4 separate regions of the Mus musculus genome follow, and all the other regions are linked to region 2. A link is a contact called in public promoter capture Hi-C data. All regions are on one chromosome and are shown on one strand. The core of a region is the stretch at or near the end of the contact, and the rest is flanking DNA. Distances in the headings are between cores, read along the strand shown.

The links. Promoter capture Hi-C pulls out the DNA fragments that hold promoters and counts their contacts.
Region 1: a contact with region 2 is called in a promoter capture Hi-C map of pre-B cells, with 4 times the contacts expected there. The contact joins the promoter of Tmem203 here to the promoter of Brd3 in region 2. A contact is called at or near these places in 1 of 39 promoter capture datasets (pre-B cells) and 1 of 9 other capture datasets (liver).
Region 3: a contact with region 2 is called in a promoter capture Hi-C map of pre-B cells, with 3 times the contacts expected there. The contact joins the promoter of Nrarp here to the promoter of Brd3 in region 2.
Region 4: a contact with region 2 is called in a promoter capture Hi-C map of pre-B cells, with 3 times the contacts expected there. The contact joins the promoter of Paxx here to the promoter of Brd3 in region 2.

What each region holds. Positions count from the first base shown.
Region 1 is chr2:25,254,117-25,259,340 of GRCm38.p6, reverse strand. It overlaps Tmem203 (transmembrane protein 203), which reads right to left and starts at 3,902. Exons shown (of 1, transcript NM_177344.3): 1 at 2,989-3,902. The coding sequence starts at 3,671. The coding sequence ends at 3,261. It overlaps Ndor1 (NADPH dependent diflavin oxidoreductase 1), which reads left to right and starts at 3,927. Exons shown (of 14, transcript NM_001082476.2): 1 at 3,927-4,124; 2 at 4,400-4,477. The coding sequence starts at 3,990.
Region 2 is chr2:27,473,169-27,478,373 of GRCm38.p6, reverse strand. Brd3 (bromodomain containing 3) reads left to right here and starts at 2,701. Exons shown (of 12, transcript NM_001113573.1): 1 at 2,701-2,797.
Region 3 is chr2:25,179,408-25,184,817 of GRCm38.p6, reverse strand. Nrarp (Notch-regulated ankyrin repeat protein) reads right to left here and starts at 4,060. Exons shown (of 1, transcript NM_025980.2): 1 at 1,479-4,060. The coding sequence starts at 3,707. The coding sequence ends at 3,363. Gm52547 (a long non-coding RNA gene) reads left to right here. Exons shown (of 2, transcript XR_003953999.1): 2 at 1-444.
Region 4 is chr2:25,458,584-25,464,167 of GRCm38.p6, reverse strand. Paxx (non-homologous end joining factor) reads left to right here and starts at 3,074. Exons shown (of 7, transcript NM_153557.1): 1 at 3,074-3,381; 2 at 3,453-3,513; 3 at 3,674-3,723; 4 at 3,811-4,001; 5 at 4,094-4,159; 6 at 4,309-4,393; 7 at 4,467-4,680. The coding sequence starts at 3,257. The coding sequence ends at 4,506. It overlaps Clic3 (chloride intracellular channel 3), which reads right to left. Exons shown (of 6, transcript NM_027085.3): 6 at 5,396-5,584. The coding sequence ends at 5,445.

The DNA.
Region 1 (5,224 bases), core at 2,653-5,152, 2.2 Mb after region 2:
AGGCGGATTTCCGAGTTCAAGGCCAGCCTGGTCTACAGACCAAGACAGCCAGGTCTACACAGAGAAACCCTGTCTCCAGAAACCAAACCAAACCAACAAACAACCTCCCCCCCCAAAAAACAAAACAAAACAAAACAAAACAAAACAAAACAAAACAAAAAACACCCACCTGCTGCCCTGTAGAGAGAGAGAGGACCTGAATTTGGATCCTAGCACCTGGATGGCTGTAATTTGTTCCTGGGGTTCTAATGCCCTCTTCTGGCCTCCATGGACATTGCATGTGTGCTGCATATCCACACAGAATTTTTTGTTTTGTTTTGTTTTGTTTTGTCTTGTTTTGTTTTGTTAAAGAAAGACCTAGTCAGCTGCCGGGGGCACATACCTTTAATCCGAGCACTCAGGAGGCAGAGGCAGAGACAGGCAGATCTCTGTGAGTTCAAGGCCAGCCTGGTCTACAAAGGAGTTCCAGGACAGGCAGGGCTATTTTTACACAGAGAAACCCTGTCTCAAAAAACAAAACCGAAGAATGATCCCAGTCAAATGGCTAAGCACAGTGAGGAACCCTGTATTCTGCAGGTCACATTTGATCTGCCAACTGATGTTCCTTTAGACTTTCTCCTGTCTCCCTGTCCCCCTCTCTCCCTCCTGCTTTCTCTCTTTCAGGCTGGGTCTCACAGGTCAGGCTGGCTTCCAGCTATGAAGCCAGTTGTCACATGCTCTACAAAATACAGCCCATTGTCTTTAGCTGGGGTGGGTAGTAGTGCAATCTCCTACAACAAGAAACAGTAGTGCAATCTCCTACAACAAGAAACAGGGATTTAGCTGGGGTGGGTAGTAGTGCAATCTCCTACAACAAGAAACAGGGATTTGTCAGGCGTGGTGGCGCACGCCTTTAATCCCAGCACTCGGGAGGCAGAGGCAGGCGGATTTCTGAGTTCGAGGCCAGCCTGGTCTACAAAGTGAGTTCAAGGACAGCCAGGGCTATACAAAAAACAAACAGGGATTTTCCAAAAATATTCTAACACCCAAAGTGTTCTAGCCATGGTGCAATAATGACCCCAGCCCTATGATCCCCTGTCCACATGGCAAAGGGCATCTTAGCATTCACCTGATGCAAACATTGAGATGCTTATATATATATTGTTAATTTCCAGCTTTCTCTTTTATAGCCACTCCAGGAAACAGTGTGACATCCTGTTTTAAATCCTTTAAAAATGTAAAATTTAGAACTTATGAGATGGCCCTGCGAGTAGGCACTTGCAAGCAGGCCAGGCTACCTGAGTTTGCTCTCTGATATCACAAGGCTGACAAATAATTTGCATAAGTGGTATGGTACACATACACCTGCATTCACACATACATACACACAAATAATTTTTAAATGTAAAAACTATAATAATGTAGTTCAGTTAGTAGGACACTTGCCTAAGCCAGATGTGGTGGTGTATGCCTTTAATCCTAACTCTTGGGAGGCAAAGGCCAGCCTCTATGAATTAGAGGCCTGTTCTACAGAGTGAGTTTCTAGTCCGGTCAAGGTTACAGTGAGTTCCTGTTTCAGCAGCAGCAATAGTAATTGTTGTCTAATATGTATGTTGCCCTGGATTTGATTTCCAAAATCATATAAAACAGGAAGTAAAAAGGTCATCACTGATTACAGAGTGAGTTTGAGGCAAGTCTTTGCTGCATAACACCCTAATTTTTAAAAATTTATTTATTATATGTAAGTACACTGTAGCTGTCTTCAGACACTCCAGAAGAGGGAGTCAGATCTTGTTATGGATGGTTGTGAGCCACCATGTGGTTGCTGGGATTTGAACTCGGGACCTTTGGAAGAGCAGTCAGGTGCTCTTACCCACTGAGCCATCTCACCAGCCCCCAACACCCTAATTTTTAAAAACGGGAAATCTGTCCTTAAACGACCATTTTTCATCTCAATTCTTCGGCACTGTCATCAGGGCTCACCGATGGCTACACACTAAGAAGTCAGGGCTCTGGTGTCACATGCTCTACAAAATACAGCCCATTGTCTTTAGCTGGGGTGGGTAGTAGTGCAAGTTACTCATCTCCTACAACAAGAAACAGGGATTTGCCGAAAACAGTCTAACACCCAAAGTGTTCTAGCCATGGTGCACTAATGACCACATGGCAAAGGGCGTCTTAGCATTCACCTGATGCAAACATTGGGATGCTTAAATATATATTGTTAATTTCAGGAAACATTTTTTTCCATCAGCAAATGGTCTCATTTGGCACACAACTGACATAAACTCAAAGACCGACCGTAAGCTAATAAATTTCAGCTGTAAATGTATCCACCGCCATGAGCATGTGAGCACCCGTTCCTAATGTCTATGCTTCCTTTTCTAGGTCTGTCTGTCTCAAGTGTATTAATGACGCCTGCCACAAGGTGGTGGGAAAGTCCGTGAAACTGCAATCGGGGGCTGGTGTGATGGCTCAGTGGTTAAGAGCACCGACTGCTCTTCTGAAGGTCCTGAGTTCAAATCCCAGCAACCGCATGGTGGCTCACATCCATCCGTAACAAAATCTGATGCCCTCTTCTGGAGTGTCTGAAGACAGCTACAGTGTACTTACATATAATAAATAAATAAATCTTTAAAAAAAAAAAAAAAAAAAAAAAAAAAAAAAAAAAAAAAAAAAAAAAAAAACTGCAATCGGTTGAGCCAGGAAATCAAGCAATGCCTTGAGACCAGAATTTTTTCTCAGATGGCAGATACCCACACAGGGCCCTATTCATGCCCTTTCTCAACAGTCTGCTTTCTCTTTGTCTTTGTGAGGTGGAATGAACAAAAGGCTAGTCTTTGGCAGAAAAGAGGAAAAGGGATGCCAGCCCTCTTTATCAATCGTATAAGTCTGCCCTGGACAGATGAAGGGACATGCTCTGAGGTCAGTGCTGCTGAGTGAACAAGCTGATTTATAAAGGGGGCACATCACCATGGGAAATACTCAGAGCCCAGCAGGATATTTTACTTATATGCAGTCTCCAAATGCTGGAAAAGTTCAGTATTGACTGGCAATTCAGAGCATGAATAACTGGAAATAAGTTTTAATAAACAAGACTTCACTTTTAAGCTTTGCTCGAGGAAACGATCTTATATATAAAGAAAACTGGACAGTAAACTGGGCACAAGCAAACACTGATTTCTGACCAAAGCTCCACCAGTGTGGCACCAAGTTGGGTCAGGACCGGGAGGTCCAGAACTCCAGCTGCGCAGTGCTCCATTTCCAGCCACTGCAAGAGGCTAGTTGACGCGACAAGCCCGGATCATGAGCAGCTGCAGGAGAATGAAGACCGGAGACGTGATCAGGCCGAACCAGAGCTCTCGAGTCTGCTCCACTAGCTTCTGGCACAGCAACATCTCAAAGACAAACTTGAGGCTAAGGACGGTGAGAACCCAGAAGAGGCGCAGCACAGCCAGTCGCTTCTCCCCATCTTGGAAGAGTCGAACGGAAACGATGGTGGTGAAGTAGGTACTGAGCCCGTCGGCGGCGAAAAAGGGCACAAAGACGTTCCACCAGGAGAGGCCCGGAGTCAAGCCATCCACTCGCAGTGCCAACAGTACGGAGAACACCAACAGGGCCAGCAGGTGCACGAATATCTCAAAGGTGGCGAAGCCCAGCCACTGCACCAGCTCCCGCAGCGAGAATAACATCGCGCCTGCTTAACACCGGCCACCGGTGCCCCGCACCGGGCTGTGACGTCTCCGACCGCAGACCTGGCGACCGCCTGCTGCCGCCGCTGCACACGGGAGGCAGCAAGCAGCCCAACCTGGCCTGGACGCCGGCCCTGGGGCTCTGCGACCCTGAGGACCCCAACCCCGGACCCGGAACCGGAGGCTAGCAGAAGCCCGTGGTGTCCAGATGCTATCCCCGCCCCTCCCCCCGCTGGCGCAGTTGAAACGCGTCATTTCCTGTTGACAGCGGAAGGGGGAAGTTGGTGAGGTGTGCGGTTCTGGCCGGCGTGTGCAGTAATGCAGGTTCCACAGCTCCTGGTGCTTTTCGGCAGCCAGACTGGTACAGCCCAGGACGAGGCGGAGAGGCTGGGCCGTGAGGCCCGGCGCCGGCGGCTAGGTTGCCGCGTGCAGGCTTTGGACTCTTACTCCGTGGTGAGGCTCGGGCGCTACGGCGGAGACCCTCCACCGGACTTCGCGCCCTCGGATGGAGGACGTTTGAGTGAGGCCCTTTGGGCCCAAGCGGATTCAGGGGAAAGGGAGGCACTAGGTTGAGGCCTGAGAAAGTAAAGCCTGGTAGCCAGTGGGAATAAGTGTCCAAACACTTTTACTCTGTTCCCCTAGGTGAAGGTGGTGGTGGGATGCGGTGCAGGGAGGGCACTGATCAAGGCTGCCAGAGACCTTACATCTACTTGTGTCTTGTCCTCGAGGCGAATCTCATTAGGGAGCCCCTGGTGATATTTGTTTGTGCGACCACAGGCCAAGGAGACCCTCCTGACAACATGAAGGTAAGGTTGGCCTAATGTGTACCCTCATCCTGTTTTCATTGCTGTATAAGAGTCCCAGCGTGCACAGAAATAGCTTCCCTTCAACGCGTGTTGAGTATGAGAGGTGCCTTTGAGAGAGATTCTTTTTGTAGATCCGAGGAGAGAAATAGCTCTTAAAACCACACCTGGTGCTAGGGAAAGTGCCAGATGTTCAGAGAGTAAAGGGGGTCCTGAAATCGTACACAACTCTTGGGAAGGAAGGAGCACACCTTTAATTCTAGCTCTTGGGAGGCAGGAGCAGATGGAGCTGGCCAGGGCTACATAGAACCTGTCTCTAAAATAAATTAATAAAAGGAGGGGCAGATGGTGGTGAGAAGCAACCTGTGTAAAGGGCAGAAAGTTGAGGATTCCCCAGCCATGAACTGTGCTGACAGAAAAGGGGTAGGAAGAAAGGTTCATTCAAAAATCCTGGATAGCTACAGTGAAATGTCCTATTAAGATGAAAGCTATAGGGACTATGGAATTGACACAGTGATGCTGTCAGTGTAGCAAGACCACCACCTATCTGAACATGGCAAGAATAATGCTAGGCAATAAATATATCCCCGTAAGCAGGAGGTGCACACGTGCCTTGAGCTGGGTGGTGGCCCAAGGCTGAATAAATCAGGCATATTCCAGAGAGCCCAAAAGGTAGACTCAGCAGGGTGTGTAATCAGAGGGATATAAAAGATGAGGGCAGAATCACAGCACAAGAACCCAAAGTAAAGC
Region 2 (5,205 bases), core at 1,452-3,951:
TTGGAGACACCCCAATTCTTGTGAACTCCTAGGAGCATCTCACTGAGAGTTCAGAAGCTAGCACGGACATGGCAGACAGCCTCAGGAAGCCTGGCACATGCCCATTGCCCTACAAGATCAAGCCTGGGTGCAGATCTTTTTGGGTGGGGGCTTGGAAGGTATATGATAGAATCTTTAAAAATATATTTGAAAGACTGACTTCACATTATGTGGGTGCTCTACTTTTACCAGTTGTTTATGTAATAATGCTGTGTGCATACCTGGTACCCATGGACTTCACAAGAGGGTTGGTACTGGGAATGGAACCCAGATCCTCTGCAAGAGCAATAGGGTCTCCTAAGTACACTGCCACCTCTTCAGCCCCAAGGGGTCTTTTAAACTGGTGAGTCACTAAGCCTGTGAGAGATGCCTCAGGCAGTTGAGGAACTTGTGTCTGAGCCTGGTGATTCCAGTTCGAGTCTTATGTGGTAGAAGGGGAGTGCTGGCTCTCACACTGTCCTCTAATTTCCACATGTGCTCTGTGCCACATGTACACACACACATACACAGTTACACACACACACATACAGTTACACACATAGTTAGACACACATACAGTTACACACATACAGTTAGACACACAAAGTTACATACACAGGTACACATACAGTTACATACACATACACAGTTACACACACACACAGTTATACATAGTTACACACACATACACTGTTACACACACATGCACTGTTACACACACATACACAGTTACACACATAGTTATACATAGTTACACACACATACACTGTTACACACACAGTTACACAATACACAGTTACACACACAGTTACATACACATACACAGTTATACACACACCTAATTACACACAGTTACACACACATAGTTACGCACATGTACACAGTTATACACAGTTACAGTTACACACACATACACTGTTACACACACAGTTATATACACATACACAGTTACACACACATAGTTACACACATACACAGTTACGCACACATGCACAGTCACACACACAGTTACACACACTGTTACAAACACATAGTTACACACATGTACATAGTTACACACACACATACATAGTTACACACACACTCACACACACACACAGAGTTTTCTGGGTTTTGTTTAAAAAGTTAACTGGCAAGTCCCTTGTCCTAGTAGCCAGAGTGCTCAGTGTGTCCAGAAAGGTGAGACCCAGATGGCAGGAATGATAATAGAACCTGCAAGGTGACTGCAGTTCTGCAAGCTCCCAGTCATGGCTTTGCTGGGGAGCCTGGGTTCAAGAGTTTAAGGACTCTAACTTAGAGCCTCCCAGGTCTTGCTCTCCTACCCTGTGTTCAGTCTGCGACTAAACAGCAGGGCTTCCTTGCAGTGGCCACCTCGCCCCAGGGTGTGAGAAGCACCCATGCTGTAGACCAAAGAGGAGACAAGAAGAGCCTGGAGAGGCTCCAGCTTGTCCTCAAATCTCTTCCAAGGACCCTGGGCTTGGAGCTTGGGACCTCTGAGACCAAGGATGTCACTTTGCCTTCTTGAGCCTTTTTCATTTTCAGGTACAGAACATATTCGTTGTGTATGTGTGTGTATGTGTGTGTGTACGTGTGTGTGTGTGTGTGTGTGTGTGTGTGTGTCTGGTATTTAATACCATAACCACCTGTGCATTTCTTGCATGCAGCAAAGTGCCCGCTCAGCCAGAAATAAACTCAGTGACACCAGGATCTTGGAATAGGTCCAGCTCACAGCAGAATTGGAACCCTGCATTGGCAGGCAGGTTCAGCGGGCACTGATGGAAAAACTTGTTTTGTTTGTAACGTTTTTGTTGGGGTCTATCACACACCCACCTTAAATTACAACTGGATAAAAACTGACTAACGTAGGCACCATTGTAATTTTCACCAAAACCAAGATCTGAAGTGTGACCCCGTCCTAACCCTTTCAAAACGCAGAAAAAGGGCGGGACTTAATCTCATTCCTGTCTTTCCATAGGCACATGGGGACACACTGAGACTCCAGAGAGGGAAAGTTGGCTGGCACAGCCTGAAGCATCCCTTACTGGTGTCTAGCTTTGGAGAATCCGCCTTTTTCCGGCACCACCAGCCAGGTCTCTTACGGAGTCCCCAGGTCTTCAACCCGCCCCAGGATTTTGGGGCGGGATTGATCGCGACTCCTCCCTGGCAAGGACCGCCCTGCGCGCGCCCTCGCCAGGCTAATTAGGCGCGCGGTTTGTTTACAAACATGGGCTGGGGCCGGTGCGCGCCTCCCTGCTTGTGAGCATTCGGGGTTTGAGGGAGGCCTCGGGGTACCCGGGTAGTGACCCCAGGGTGCTAACTGCGTTCCCGCCTTTCCCACGTTTTCCTAGGCTTCTGGAAATCCGCCCACCAGTTCTTATTCCCTGCGTGTGGCTGAGAACGCTAAAGTGAAGGCGCGCGGGCGGGCCAAGGTTCCAGCGTCGCCTCGGGTCCTGGCGGGCAACCTCCCAGCCCCGCCCCCACGCGCCCCTAGGCCGGGCCCGCTGGCGGCCAGGGCGGCCGGGCGGGCGGCCGGGGGCGCGCGGGGCGGGGCACGGCGTGGCGCCGGCGGGGCCGGGACATGTAGTCCGTGCGCCTCGGCCTCCCCTGGGCGGCCCTGGCGCGAGCCCGGGCGCGGACTACGACTCCCGCCAGGCGCCGCGGCGTAGCGCATGAGCCCTGTACAGCTCCGGCGCGTCTATTATGCTGCCGGGGCCGGCGAGCCAAAGAGGAGCCGGCCGCGCGGGCCGGGAGCAGACGGCGCTGGAGCCGCCTAGGCCAAGTACGCCTTTTTCTCGTTTCCTTGTACACTCTGGGCGGCGGCGGCGGTGGCGGTGGCGGCGGCGGACTTGGCTGAGAGAACACGGCCCGGAACGCATGGTGCAGGCCTCCCGCGCGTCTCGAAGCCCGGAGCCCGGGGCCGCCGCCTTTGTGCGCGGCCGCGATGCAACAAAGCGGGGCGGCCGCCTGCCCGGGGTCGCAGCGACTGCGCGGGCTCCGCTGCCCTCCGCCTTGCGCTGTGCGCCCGCGGCTTGCCGGTCGCCTCGGGCCGGACTGGGAGGCGTCGCCTTGGTCGGAGCGCCCAGCCTGGACTTGGCACAGCCCGCGCTCTCTGCGCCAGCCCTCCCTCACGGAAGGGATTTTTTTTTCCTTTCCCCTTTTCCTCTGCCCGCCATCTTCCGAAGGGGACTGCCTGGAGGATGCGCGGCGCGGGAAGGTGCGCGCGGTGTGCCCAGGGTCGCTCCGGCGCCACTTAGGGCGGATCGTCGCAGGGCAGGCCAGGCTGGGCCTGGACACCGCTGGAGCCTTGCAAGTGGGGCAGCCGCGGCGTGGCTTGGGGGGCGGCGGCTGCATTTGCAGAGTTATGGCCCGGGAGACGACTTTGCGCGCTTACGAGTTACTGGATTATTGCAGCCAGGCCAGGAGGAAACCCAGTTCATGTTTTGAAATCAGCCTAAACGAGTACTTAATCCGGGCGAGGTCGATTCGGATTGAGGTGGAAGGGGTGGGGTGCACGTCTTTTTCTTACTTCGTGTATAACACGCAAGCTAGTTGGGTGAGGAATGCGCACCCCAAAGCCTCTCGTATGTAAGGTTCTTGAGGATTCCCGGTGAAAAATCCTGGCGGCTTGGGGAAGTTCTCTCCACCAGTTGCTGCGACGGGGGCAGGGCTAACGAGGAAGCCATAAACAGTCTTCTTGCCCTGGGGCGGCGGGGGGGGGGCGGTAAGGAGCGGGAAGGGGGCTCACTGGGAGCCGGGGCATACCTTTTGTGAGTTCATACTTTAGGGCTCAATTTTAAGGCTCTGCCCTTTGCAATTTTGATTAAGAGCTTTCTGCCAGAAATAAGTGCACAGCTGTTGTTTCTCTACCTTAAACTTCTTAACTGTATAAGTTTGTGTCTCTGAGGTCATTCTTGTGTTCTTCAGTGGCTAACATGGGACTGGGTGCAGGAAGAGAAATGAGTGAAGGAATTGAAGGGCTCAGGTCCTGTCCCCCTTAACCCATGAGGACAAGCTGGTTGTTGTGTCGTCCATCCCCCCCCCCTTTTGTTTTGCACTTTCTTAGTGGTGTGCATTACTGGGGGTGGGGGTGCCCCTGAAGAGATCTGAGATCTCTGCTGTGCTGCTTGAAGTGAGTTTCTCACAGGCTTTCCAGGGTCCAGGAAAGGAAGGACTCCAAGGATCAAGCCCCAAGCCCCAGTGACCTTTTTTGAGTGGCCCTGAGTGTGGCCTCTCATTCGCAAATAGAGGCCTGTTTGCTGTTTGTTCTGTTGGAGGCCTTGATGTGCACTGTTGGCTGTAGATCATGAGAGGTGAGGTACAAGCTTGACAGTTCAGGAGGTGGGGGTAATTTCTTCCTGACCTTGCTTATAAACTCCGGGTCCACTGCTTTAGCAAGACACCAGGAATCTGTGGCGATCCAGACCTAGCCCCACATCCGGGGAATTCAGGAGAAAGGCATTAAAAAGCTTTTGTAGGGTGGATGACCAGGGGGTGTGCCAGTTCGTTCATTTCCCTACCTATATATCTATTTACTTTATTTATTTTACTTTTAGGAGATGCCAGGTTTACTTTCACAAAGAGTAACTGCTTTCTTTCCACAGTGCAGTATCCTGTTTTGGAAATGAGCTTTGAATGAGGGATGGAGCTTGTAAAAGTGTCCTCCCTCCCTTAGATGGTGAAAATGGGGGGGAGTGCTGAAAGGAAAGGCCCTGCCTGGCTTGCCTCTACTCCGGCTTCTGTAAGCCTGGAGCTGTGCCCCCAGGGGCTCTCAGGGTTACCTTGTCCACTTCCTGGTTTACTGTGTCACAGCCTTCCCAGGGGAGGGTGGCCCAAGGTCACAAGTGTTACCCACTGTTCAGATAAGTGCTGGTTATCCAGATCTCACCTTAGAAGGAAGAGCCGCGGGGAACTATGAGTGGGAAAACAGGATCCAGTGGAGACCTCCACAATTCAGAAGGTAATAGGAAGTTAAGAAAGCAGTACTCCTTCCCAGGGGACAGCCTTGAAGCTTGTGGCGTCCTTACAAAGCTATCCCCTGCACCTGGGGGCTGCTGTTTGCAGTACATTTTGACATGTGGTACCCTCTCGTCTATTTGTGGTTACTGCTGCGCTATGGGACACCCAGCTGTCTTAGTGTTGGTGGGTTCTATTGCAGGGGAAAGTGCCCCATTGTGGGTGCTCACAAGT
Region 3 (5,410 bases), core at 2,811-5,310, 2.3 Mb after region 2:
GCCATAGAAGTAGAGCACTCTTCCTGGAAAACTTGGGTCCTGAACACGCTGCCCACAGTACCCTTTAAGGCAAGATGGCTGGCTCTGTGCACTCGGTGGGACTGACTAACTGGCATTCGCGCCATAGTTCTGAGCCCACCAAAGGGAAGGACTATGGTGATGTAAGCGTTCAGCATGTGTCTACGTACCTGCCTCCTAGAGTACTGCATTGTGAAGAGGCTTGTGCGTTCACAACAGCCCAGACAGCATGGGTTCCTCTACAGCTCCTTCCTCAGCCATCTTTTTTTGTGTTTTTGTTTGTCTGAGACAGGGTTTCTCTGTGTAGCTCTGGCTGTCCTGGAACTCACTGTGTAGACCAGGCTGGCCTCGAACTCAGAGATCTGCCTGCCTCTGCTTCCTCAGTGCTTGGATTAAAGGTCTATGCCACCACACAGGTTTGCCATCTCTTCTTAGCTTCATTTCATTCATGGCACTGTGTGTCTGTTGGCTCCCTCCAAAGAGAACTTTGGGGAGTTGCAGGATTGTAGTTAGCAAATGTATACCTGGAAGCCCTCGAGCCTCTCTTAGGTGGGGGAATTTTAAAGGTGCTGTAAAGGCTTGATGAGCGTTCCCCTCCTCACACTCCAGGTTAGTACTGGACAGTCTAGGGAGAGGGTGGGGACTAAAAACACTCAACTGGCCACATCCTTCTAGCTGTGGGCTACAATTCCTGGTAGACACAATTCCTGGGGTGCGACTTCCTGAGGAAGGTCCCATCTCTCTGCAGAGTATCACATCATAGTCTGCTCAGAAGTTTAATAACCTTACTGTTGCTGAGGAGAAAATGTTAAAGTAGGAGCCCGAAGGGTGTGTGTGTGTGGGACTGATGGCTGCTTGGAGTTTGTATCAGGAGAACAGCCACTTATACCATGGCTCCATTGGATCTCCTCTGCTGGTTGCTGCTATTCTGGTCCCATCAGGCACCTCCTCCCCTGAATCCCATGCAGGACCCAGGAATGGGCTGTCGATGGTCCTCCAGTGCATTTTCTCAAATCACAGGCATGAGAACCCTGGATCTAATTCAGATCTGCTTTTTGGTGAATTTGGCCCTAGAAGCCCAAATCTCTAGAGGTGTTTTGCTTGTCCAGGAGCAACAGGAATGTTCCCCCAAATCTAAAGAGACCCTCATCTGTGCAGAAGTTCCTCCAGGGTTTCAACTTTCAGGCTGGGTAGGAAGCATGATGAGCTATAAGCAGATCTCTCTGGGGAGGTCTCAGCCACTCTGCCAGGAAGTAGCTGAGACACGAACTACTAAGGTGGCATCTGGGTTCCTGTGGTTGACTTGGACTTGACAGCTGAGCTAGACTGAGTTCACATTTTACCCAGCTTGGTCTTGTCAATAGATTCACAACCCAAGCAGCCATCATTCATTAGCTGAAGGTAGGACGCCATGGCCCTTAGAGGGGGACCCAGGACTTGTGCCAAAATTAAAACCAGTATTTTTTTTTAATATAAAAAGACCAATGAAAAATTTATTTATAAATTTTTCACGATGGGCTACAAGTCTATATCGTACGCTTAGGAGTGTGCCACAGACTTCATACAGATAGAAGAGACCAACCAGGACCCATCTGAAGCTTCAACATAGGCCCAGTACGTTTTAACATTAATTAACATAATTAAAAAGGCATTTGCGTGTAGAAAAACCATACAGAACTCCTTTTGAAGTAATCTGTGCTTGTCTCAGTGTCTGCCATTCTCATGACATTATCACTATTCCTCCCACACTGGTTCATAAAAGCGCAGAAGACCGAAGAATATGGCCAGGCGGCACAAAGGGCTCCACCCACCTGTGTCCTCAAGTGCTCCCCATTTTTGCACGCAGGGTCAGCAGCACTTCTACGAAGGGGAAACCTCATTTAAATTTGAATAATTCAGCCTCCCTTTTATTTCCCAGGATCAAAACAAGAAGGGGAATGGAGATGCATAGAAAATTGGAACCACAGAAACCAGGAAGTCTCCTTTCTGGGACAGCCAGTGACGCTCCAGCACCTCCTCCAGCCCTGGTCCTTGGCACAGCCCCTCCCTCATGGCTGGATCCTCAGATCATAATAGGGCCTTGGAGCAGGGTTTGAGGGTGGGGATGGGGATTGGGGAAGGCAGAAAGAGCACAGCAGCCCTTCCACTCATTCAGCAATAGTATGAGAGATTCACAGTCTTTATAGGAATTTTATAAAAATATAAATATGGGTACACAACAGCCTTCACAACGCTGGATACAACGCCCTTTAAAATTGGGTTCATAACCAAGATTCAAAAAAATACACCTAAAACTTGGCTTAAAATATGTTAATATTTTATATTCTGTCATAAATGTTATGACATTTAATCGTGGCAAATTCATTTACTTTTTTAAAAAAGTGTGCAACCGACTATTAACTATAATAGAAGTCACTAGGAAGGGTACCATGCTCTCAGAATCCCCACGTCCCAGCCACGCGGGCTTCAAGAGCCCTTTGGAACTTTGCTAAACCAGCCTGTGTGGGGAATGGTGGCCTCTCACGGGAGGGGAAAGGGAGACAGATCCTAGGCTCTCTAAACTCAGAATCCAGGGAGAGGAAAAGAGGAATGAGGTGTGGAAGATTAGGGACTCGGTGGGGGAGGGGCTAGCAATGGGAAAACCATAGGGCTAGGCGGTATTTTCAGTGCAACCAAAAAATGGTAGACTCAAGTTTTTAGTTTTAAAGGAAAAAAAATGCATCTTTCTCCCATAACCACGCACAATATTTCCAAACAAAAAACTCAGGCGCACAAACTTCACCCACAAATATACACACACGTGATAAATAGTTGAGGACATCAGGAACCCGGAGCGTCCCCTTCCCTTCCTAAGTGCGAGGGCGCGCAGATGGTGGAGCCCGGTAATGGTTGTTTGGCGGCTGCCAGCGGCGGGCGCCGCACTGTGAGCGGCCGGGTCTCACGAGCGGCGGCTGGAGCGCGAGTCCGCCCGCGCCTTTCACCTTCCGGAGAAAACATTTCAAGCGGAGGATCCGGTATCTCGGGATTCCGAAGTCTCCCGGTGTGAGACTCAAATTTCAAAACGGACTGGAGCCTGCGCCCCGCCCCCACCCTCTAGGCGGTCGGGGCCGTGGGAAGGCTCTGGGGCCCCGCGGGGCTCAGAGGACTGCCAAGGGGAGGCGCTCTTTTGCGGAGAGCCGAACCCTGGGGTCCACGGATGCGCTACTTTGGTCGTGGCCGCGGACGTAGAGACTTAGCCCGATTTCCACGCGGACCAGCAAACCTGGCGCACACCGAGGTAGTTGGCGGGAAGGTACAGCAGAGACGACGCGGGTGGGGGCCAGGGGCCGGAGTCCGGGTGGCTATCACCGGCCGCTGGCCGCGTACTTGGCCTTGGTGATGAGATAGAGCACGATGTCCTGGTGGCCCCCGAAAGCGGCGATGTGTAGCGCGCTCCAGCCGTCGCGGTTAGCTAGGCGGATGTCGGCTCCGAACTTGACCAACAGCTTCACCAGCTCCAGGTTGCCGTCGATGACTGACTGGTGTAGTGCTGTCTGGCCCTCCGGCCCGAACGAGTTCACGTTGAATTCGCAGTTAGTCATGTTCTGCAGCAGCGACTGCAGCTCCTGCGTGTTGCCCTTGCGCACCGCTTCCTGGAAGATGCGCTGCGTCTGTGGCGCCGAGCAGGTGGACAGCTCGGCTTGGCTCATGTTGCCGCAGAGCTAGGGCTGCGAGCCGCGCCCCGGCTTAGCGCGGGCGGCGGCTGCAGTGCGGGCCCCGGGCTGTCTCGGGGCGTGTCTCGAGGTACGCCTCGGCGCATGGAGGGCGCTGCGCCCTCGGGCCCCGCACGCCGCCCCTGCGCACTCCGGGCGTTCGGGGCCGAGGGCCGCTGGCGCGGGACCCCTGCTGCATCCAGCCGCGCCCAAGCGGGCGGGCGACAGGGCTGGGTGCTGGTTCGCAGAACCTGGGGCAGCCGGAGGCCGCGACACTCGCAGTCGTGGTCCCTTCGAGGTTAGGCTTCGCTCCAGCTGAACTCCACCCGCGTCCCTTTGCAAAATAGTTCTAATTCGCCCGCCGCTTCTCGCCGTCTTTTACGGTTCTTATATTTGCATAACAATAGACGCTCTTGACGCGCACACCAGGGCTCTTTCGATTGGGTGGTGCCCACGTGGGGGCGGGGCGGAGGCGGGGTCGTGCTGCAGCTCCCTCCAGGATAGAGGGCGCTGGTCTGACCAGCACTAGTCTGGTCTGGCCAGGGTGGTCAGAAGGCCTCGGGGGTTTTCCAGCACCACTGCGGGATCCTGGGTCTGGTTGCTCCGGTGTATAAGCTCCTTCGGCAGTTTTCTTCTTCCTTCATAGATGTCGGGAGTTGCGAGTTCCTTGCGCAGCCACTCCCAGGCCTGGACCTGGCGTTCACAGGTGGCAATTTCACGAACTGCTCGGTTGTATAGTCCTCCATCACTCTGGTCCTTTCTACTCAAGTGTAATTTACGGGGAAGCTTGAGCAGCAATTGCATTTGGCTCCTCCATACTGATGGAGGGAGCTCCATGCCCCTAAGCTACCCACAGTGTAGGTAGGGGTTCCTTTGGCAGGCTGGCACAGGCTCGCTCGCTCGCTCGCTCCCCCCTCTGTCTCTGTCTCTCTCTGTCTATCTCTCTCTCTCTGCCTCTCTCTCTGTCTCTCTCTCTTTCTCGGTGGCCAGTCTGTCACTACTCCTCCTTATGTGTTTCCTTTACTTAGTGTCAGCATATAAGACACAGGGCTGGCTCGTGAGACCAACAGCACTGCCCTTTGAGGGAGTTCTGAAATGACTCATTTCCAAGCCATAAGCCCCACGTTTTATTGACCACCCTTAACAACTGACCGTGAGTGAGGCAGGAGGTGCTGGCGCTGGCTGGGAAGGCAAGGCTCCACATTTCCTCATTATGTTTTACGGCTTATAGCTTCGCTGTGGTTGCTGGAAATTAAGGAGGAATGATCTTAAGACTTGCAGAGCAGGAGGCAGGGCACGTCAGGGCTTGATTTCTTCTGAAGCTAACTGGGAATTCCAAGCAGGCAACTGTAAGCCTCAGCTGGGCAGCCCACCCAGCCAGGCTCCATCTGGGGACGCTCCTTTGGTGGATGTTCCTGCCCCAGACTCAGAACTGTATCATATTCACCGGGGCATGTCCCCAACCTTACTATGTTCACGGGGAGGGACCATAGCTAAATTGAATGGAGAAAGTAGGCAACCCCCCCCCCACCACCACTGTGACCACCAGATGTCCGCCCGTCGGGCCAACTTGTTTAAGGGTCACACTCCTTTTCTGCTAACCTGAGAACCTGAATCTCATGTGTATTCAGCTTGGAAAGCTCTCTAGTCTTCTTGGGATCCTTGGTCTATTGGGTTCTGCCTATTTGGTCCCCTAGCCA
Region 4 (5,584 bases), core at 1,825-4,324, 2.0 Mb after region 2:
CAAGTGAGGGGCCAGAATGCCCAAGTCAGTACACACAAGAGACTATCACTGGCTGAGGGTGGAGGACTTAGGGAAGGGACAAAGGCATTCATGAGATCTGCTTTCTCAACAAATCAGTGTGTTGGGCACAGATGAGTGTCCTCAGAGGTCCCTCCCAATGCCCCACTCTAACACCAACATAGAACTACATTGGGCGTGGTTTCCAGCATGGAGAAGGCAGGGAGGCCTGGCCACCATAGCTTCAAACAGCTACCGTGTTCCTCCAGATCCTTACTGCCCACTTTCAGTAATGTTTGGGGAGTTTTCAGTAATGCTCCACCTGCTCCTTGTATTGGGTCCAGCCACCTGCGGGGTCAGTTGGCTCATGATGCCTCTATGCTGAGTCTTCACCCAAAGAGCTCCCTGTTTTTCTCTACAGCTCCCCAGGCACAATAAACACTTTGGTGAGGCTGACAGAAGCAGTGTTTCATAGGGGAGTCAGAGAGTGGGTGGTGGGTGGCAAGGCCTGTCTAAGTCTGGAAACCACATAGGCTGGGTCCTTTAGGGCAGTACCTTCAGGGAAAGGACTATACCTTAGTTCTTCGTGGGAAGACCCAAGGTGCCTAAAGGCCCTTCTTGGACCCTGTAGTCCCCAGCATCTAGCCTAAGAGTATGATACGGCTGGTTTAGCTGCCCAGAAGCTCCCGCTTTGGAACAGCAATTACATGAGGCAAGCCACATTCCACCCTGTTCCATGTGTGCCCTGGGTCCCGGGAGCCACTGTAGACAGATTCAGCTTTCAAGTACATCAAATAGAAGGTCACTGAGATGCCTCTAAAGGTAAAGGTACTTGCTACTAAGGCTTATGACCTGAGTTTGATCCCTGGGACCTAAGGATGGAAGAAGAAAACTAACTGCCCTTTGACTTCTGACCTCTGTACCATGACACACATACACCCACTCACAATAAAATGAATAGAAATGCTTAATAATAATAATAATAATAATAATAATAATAAACTGAGGGAGGTGCTCACATTGGCTCTGGTCTCTACTTGCACATATGTGTGTACATGTGAATATGTAGAACACACACACAGGAAGGTAAGTGTATTATTTCTGTGTTTATACTGGACACAGTATAACTTGTTTGGCTTTTGTGTGTGTGCTAGGACCCTGTTGTGTACTCCTGCTGAGCAGGTACCTGGGATCCTTGGGCTTCAGCCTTTCCATCTGGATTTACAAGTGTGTTCCACCACGCCCTGAAGTACCAATGTTTGAAGAGACAAAATTGTCCCGAAATGTTTGAGGGTATAGTTCAGTGACACCTGTAATGTGAATATTATGCAAAAATTAATAAAATAAAATAGAATTTAATAAAAATATTGATTGTAAATTTGTCAAAATGTTGATAATTCGTCCATCTGGGGCTCATTATGCTGTTATTTCTGCTTTGTAGTCGGTTTAAAGTTTTTCACTCAAATTGGTAAAACAAACAAAACAAAGCAAACAAACAAAACCAGCAGCTCCATGGGAGGCTGAGAAACAAATCCTTGCAGACTTTAGCAGCCTAGAACAAGAAGCAGCGATATCTCCAGGTCCTTAAGGTCTGGGACAGGCCCCTCGAGTGGAAGAGGATGCCGTTCACCATCTCCCAGACCTGAGGCCTGGACAGGACTCTGCTTCCTGGCTCTGGCTCTGGCTCTGGCTCTGGCTCTGGCTCTGGCTCTGGCTCTGCCTCTGGCTCTGCCTCTGGCTCTGCCTCTGCCTCTGGCTCTGGCTCTGGGGCTCTGGCTCTGACTCTGGCTCTGGCTCTGGCTCTGGCTCTGGCTCTGGCTCTGGCTCTGGCTCTGGCTCTGGCTCTGGCTCTGGCTCTGGCACAGGCAGGCCTCCATACTTTAATATCAAAGGTTTTCCTGGGTTGCCTTGTGCTGTGGTGAGCAATGCAGTAGGGATGGGAGAAATGACAGACATCATTTCTGCCATATTCCAGTGGCTAGAATAGAAGCAAGACCTTAGATGCAGCTTCTAGGAGGGGGTCAGACAATGGTGGAGATGCAGGCAGACATCAAGGCTGAGCCAGAAACTCCTAAAACCAGGATGTACGGTACACAGTGAAAAGCAGGGAAAGTAAGACATGGGAGAGAGGGATGGAGACTTGAGCAGAGGTGAAATGTTCTACATGGATCCTCAAGAGGACACTTTCAAAAGAACTACAGGTAAGTACACCCGGCTGGAGACAGGCAAAAACCCATGCACGCAAAGGCTCTAGTCCGGAGCCTCAGCAGGGTTGAGCAAAACTAGAGGAAAGTGGGAATTGAGTATGTTTGGCTGATGGCACTTTTCAAATGTTAGCACAGTTCACCAAGTTACTAACCACTCTCACCATGGTTCTCATAGGTTCATGCTAGCCCTCTTCCACAGCCTTGGGAAGACTTCTGTTCCCATCAGGCCTCCTCCTGAGCACACCCTTTGCTGGGCTCCATTCTCTGCAGGTGGCATCAGCCCCTACTATGCAGGCCCTGTGTGGATTCTCATGAGCATTTGCTGCAGTGTGAGTGCTGTCCTGTCGGACTAGTCATCTCTCCCATTAGATCTCAGGTTCCAGAGACCTCCTGTTGGTGAAGGTGTCCTCAGGGCTGACAGGTATCACACAGAGGGTGGTGACTCAGACAATGGGAGGGTATTGCCCGGGAGAAAACTGCATCTCCAAACGTTTCCACATGTACTGTACTTACTCTTGTATTTTGGTTTGTTACAACTCAGCTTTAGAAAGAGATGTGTTTATATCTAAAGTGACAGGAAGGGACAAGTGACCAACAGTTTGGAGGCCCTGCAGTACAAGCCCTTGGGGGATAGATAGGAAAGAAGACCGGCATTGAAGAGCGGCAGATATGTTGCTAAGAAGGACCCAGAAAAGCGGAAGAGCACAAGGAGTGAGACCATAGTAGATCTCTGTTTGGATGCAAGGGCCAAAGAACAGAGCCCAGAATAGCACTGAGTAGCTAATGCGCTAAGCCCCGCCCTCCGAGTGCTTCCCGCCCCGCCCCACGTGCTAAACCCCGCCCTTTAGTCAGCCTCTTACTTAATGCCTGGTACCCGGAAACAATGTCAACCTTGAGTACCGCCCATCGCCTCGTCCTTCCGTCCCTCCAGAAACCAGAAGTTCCGCCGCCGAGCGAACACCTTAGATTGTGAGTCACCGAGTTTGTACTTCTGCGCAGGCGCCCTCAGCCCACATCTAACTTGGCTCCTGCGGCGAGACCGCCCTGCTGTCATGGCTCCTCCGTTGTTGTCGCTGCCGCTTTGTATTCTGCCGCCGGGTTCGGGCTCCCCCCGCCTGGTGTGCTACTGCGAGCGGGATAGTGGTGGAGACGGGGACCGCGACGACTTCAACCTCTAGTGAGTGGAGTCTAGGGATGTGGGGTGCGGGAGCATAGCGGGCACGGTGCCTGACAGCCCCTCCCACCCAGTGTGACGGACGCCGCCGAGCTCTGGAGCACCTGCTTCTCGCCTGACAGCCTGGCGAGGCTCGTGAGTAACAGTGCTGGGGATAGGAGACAGCTGGTAGCTTGCCACCCTCCCCCTCCCCGTGGCAGTGGTTCTAATAGCATTTCCAGGGTAGGGCAGTTTGGAATGTCCAGTGGGTCCAGGGTCCTGGGCGGGGTTAGTGACAATTCCTTGTTCCCAGCAGAAAGCCCGATTTGGCCTAAGTGGGGCTGAAGATATCCATTCCCGGTTCAGGTGAGTTCCAGTTAGGGAGGCCATGTGAATGAGAAGCTTGGGGTAGTGCTAACACATCCTGGCCATAACACACATCTCCCTCCTTAGGGCAGCCTGCCAACAGCAGGCAGTAACTGTAAGCCTGCAAGAAGACAGAGCATTGATAACCCTTTCAGGGGATACCCCTGCCCTGGCCTTTGACCTCTCCAAGGTGCCCAGCCCGGAGGCAGCCCCCAGGCTGCAGGCTTTGACTCTCAGCCTGGCAGAGCATGTATGCAACCTAGAGAGGCGGCTGGCAGGTACTGTATGTGTGGGCACCTGTACCTTCCCTCAGGGGCATGCTTTTGCAGACCCTCCTGGCATTGAGTGAGATGCCACGACTCTCTCTTAGCTGCAGAAGAGACCATCACTAGCCCCAAGAAGAACACCCAGCCAGCAGGCACTCAGTTCTTACCAGGTAAGGGGTGGGCCTGGCATGTGGGCTGGGGCTGCTCTTTCTCTGGAACTGCCTCTCCAGATGTCTCATGGGAGAATCTTTCCATGTGGACAGAGTTCTGGCCAGGGTTCTTTGGAGTTCAAGATTTCCCTGATCCTATTTTCTGGCAGAACTTGATCACCAGAGAGGCAGCTCTGGGCCTGGGGTCAGGAGACGGTGTCCAGGGGAGTCTCTCATTAACCCTGGCTTCAAAAGGTACTTGCCACCTGTCTCCCCTGCCCTGGTCCCTTCCTTTTCTTCTATGTATTTACATACTCTTGTCTTCTAGTAAGAAACCAGCTGCTGGTGTAGACTTTGATGAGACCTGAGGACAGCAAAGCCTGTTACTTGGCCAGGAGCCTGCCTGCAAGGAAAGGGGAGATCTAGGACCCCCTAATCAGAGACACCCCTTGCTTCACTTCCCCTGTGGTCCTGCTGTTGGGCAAAGGTGCCTCTCATCCCTTCTCCGTCAAATAAACTGCTCCCTCGGGGAGAGATGCTAGGCCAGACTTGAGTTGTGAAGATTGGCCTTGGGGAGGGGGCACGAGAAGACCCCTCTGGTGTACTGTGGAGCCCTGGGAGGCAAACAGATGCATCAGGCTCTCGGCATCCAGGAGGCTCTCCCGCCTAGGTCTTAAGGCAGGCAGCAGAGCTTTCTCAGACCTACTGTGTTGATTCTGCGTGGCCAGCACAGAAGCTGAGAGCGTCCTGGTCTGGTAGAGCCAGAACTCTCTAAGGCTTAGATGTCCCACACTTGCAAGCCCCACCCAGGTAGCACAGAGGCGTTGTCTTGGAGGCCACCAGAGGGCATTAGACAGTAGAAGCCCCTTATAGGAGATATGGTTGGCCCACAGTCTGTGGCTGGACTGAGGAATGGAGGCCTGCCCCCACCCACTTGGCCAGGATCCCAGAGGCTGAGCTTCATGGGGCTCCCCACCCTCCTTGGCCATCCAGGGCACCCCGCCCAGCTCTGGCCTGACTGGTTTGGGAGACTAATCCAATCCCCTAGATCCCTGATGCCTCCGTGCTGGGGCAGCTGTAAAGGGCCCCAGGCCTTTGTTCCACACCATGGAGGAGGGTGAATTGTGCTTTGTCCAGTGGACTCTCTTGTCTTCAGCATTTGGGGACACCACCTTTAACTATGTTTCTCACCATAGGGTTGAGGTGGTGTAGTTGTGGGTCTCTGGCCATTTGGACGTTCAGGACACAATTACTTGGGGCAGAGATGCTTTATGGGGCTGCAGATGAGTGTATGGAAGTAGTGGGGCTAACGGGGGTGCACAGCAGGCTGGTAGGCAGCCAGGATCTCTGCGCTGTGTGGACACGTATACTTGAACTCCTTCTTCTGCAACGCACTGTCCAAGTAGCGACGAACGCAGGACAGTTCCGCGGGGATGGGCAGCTGGC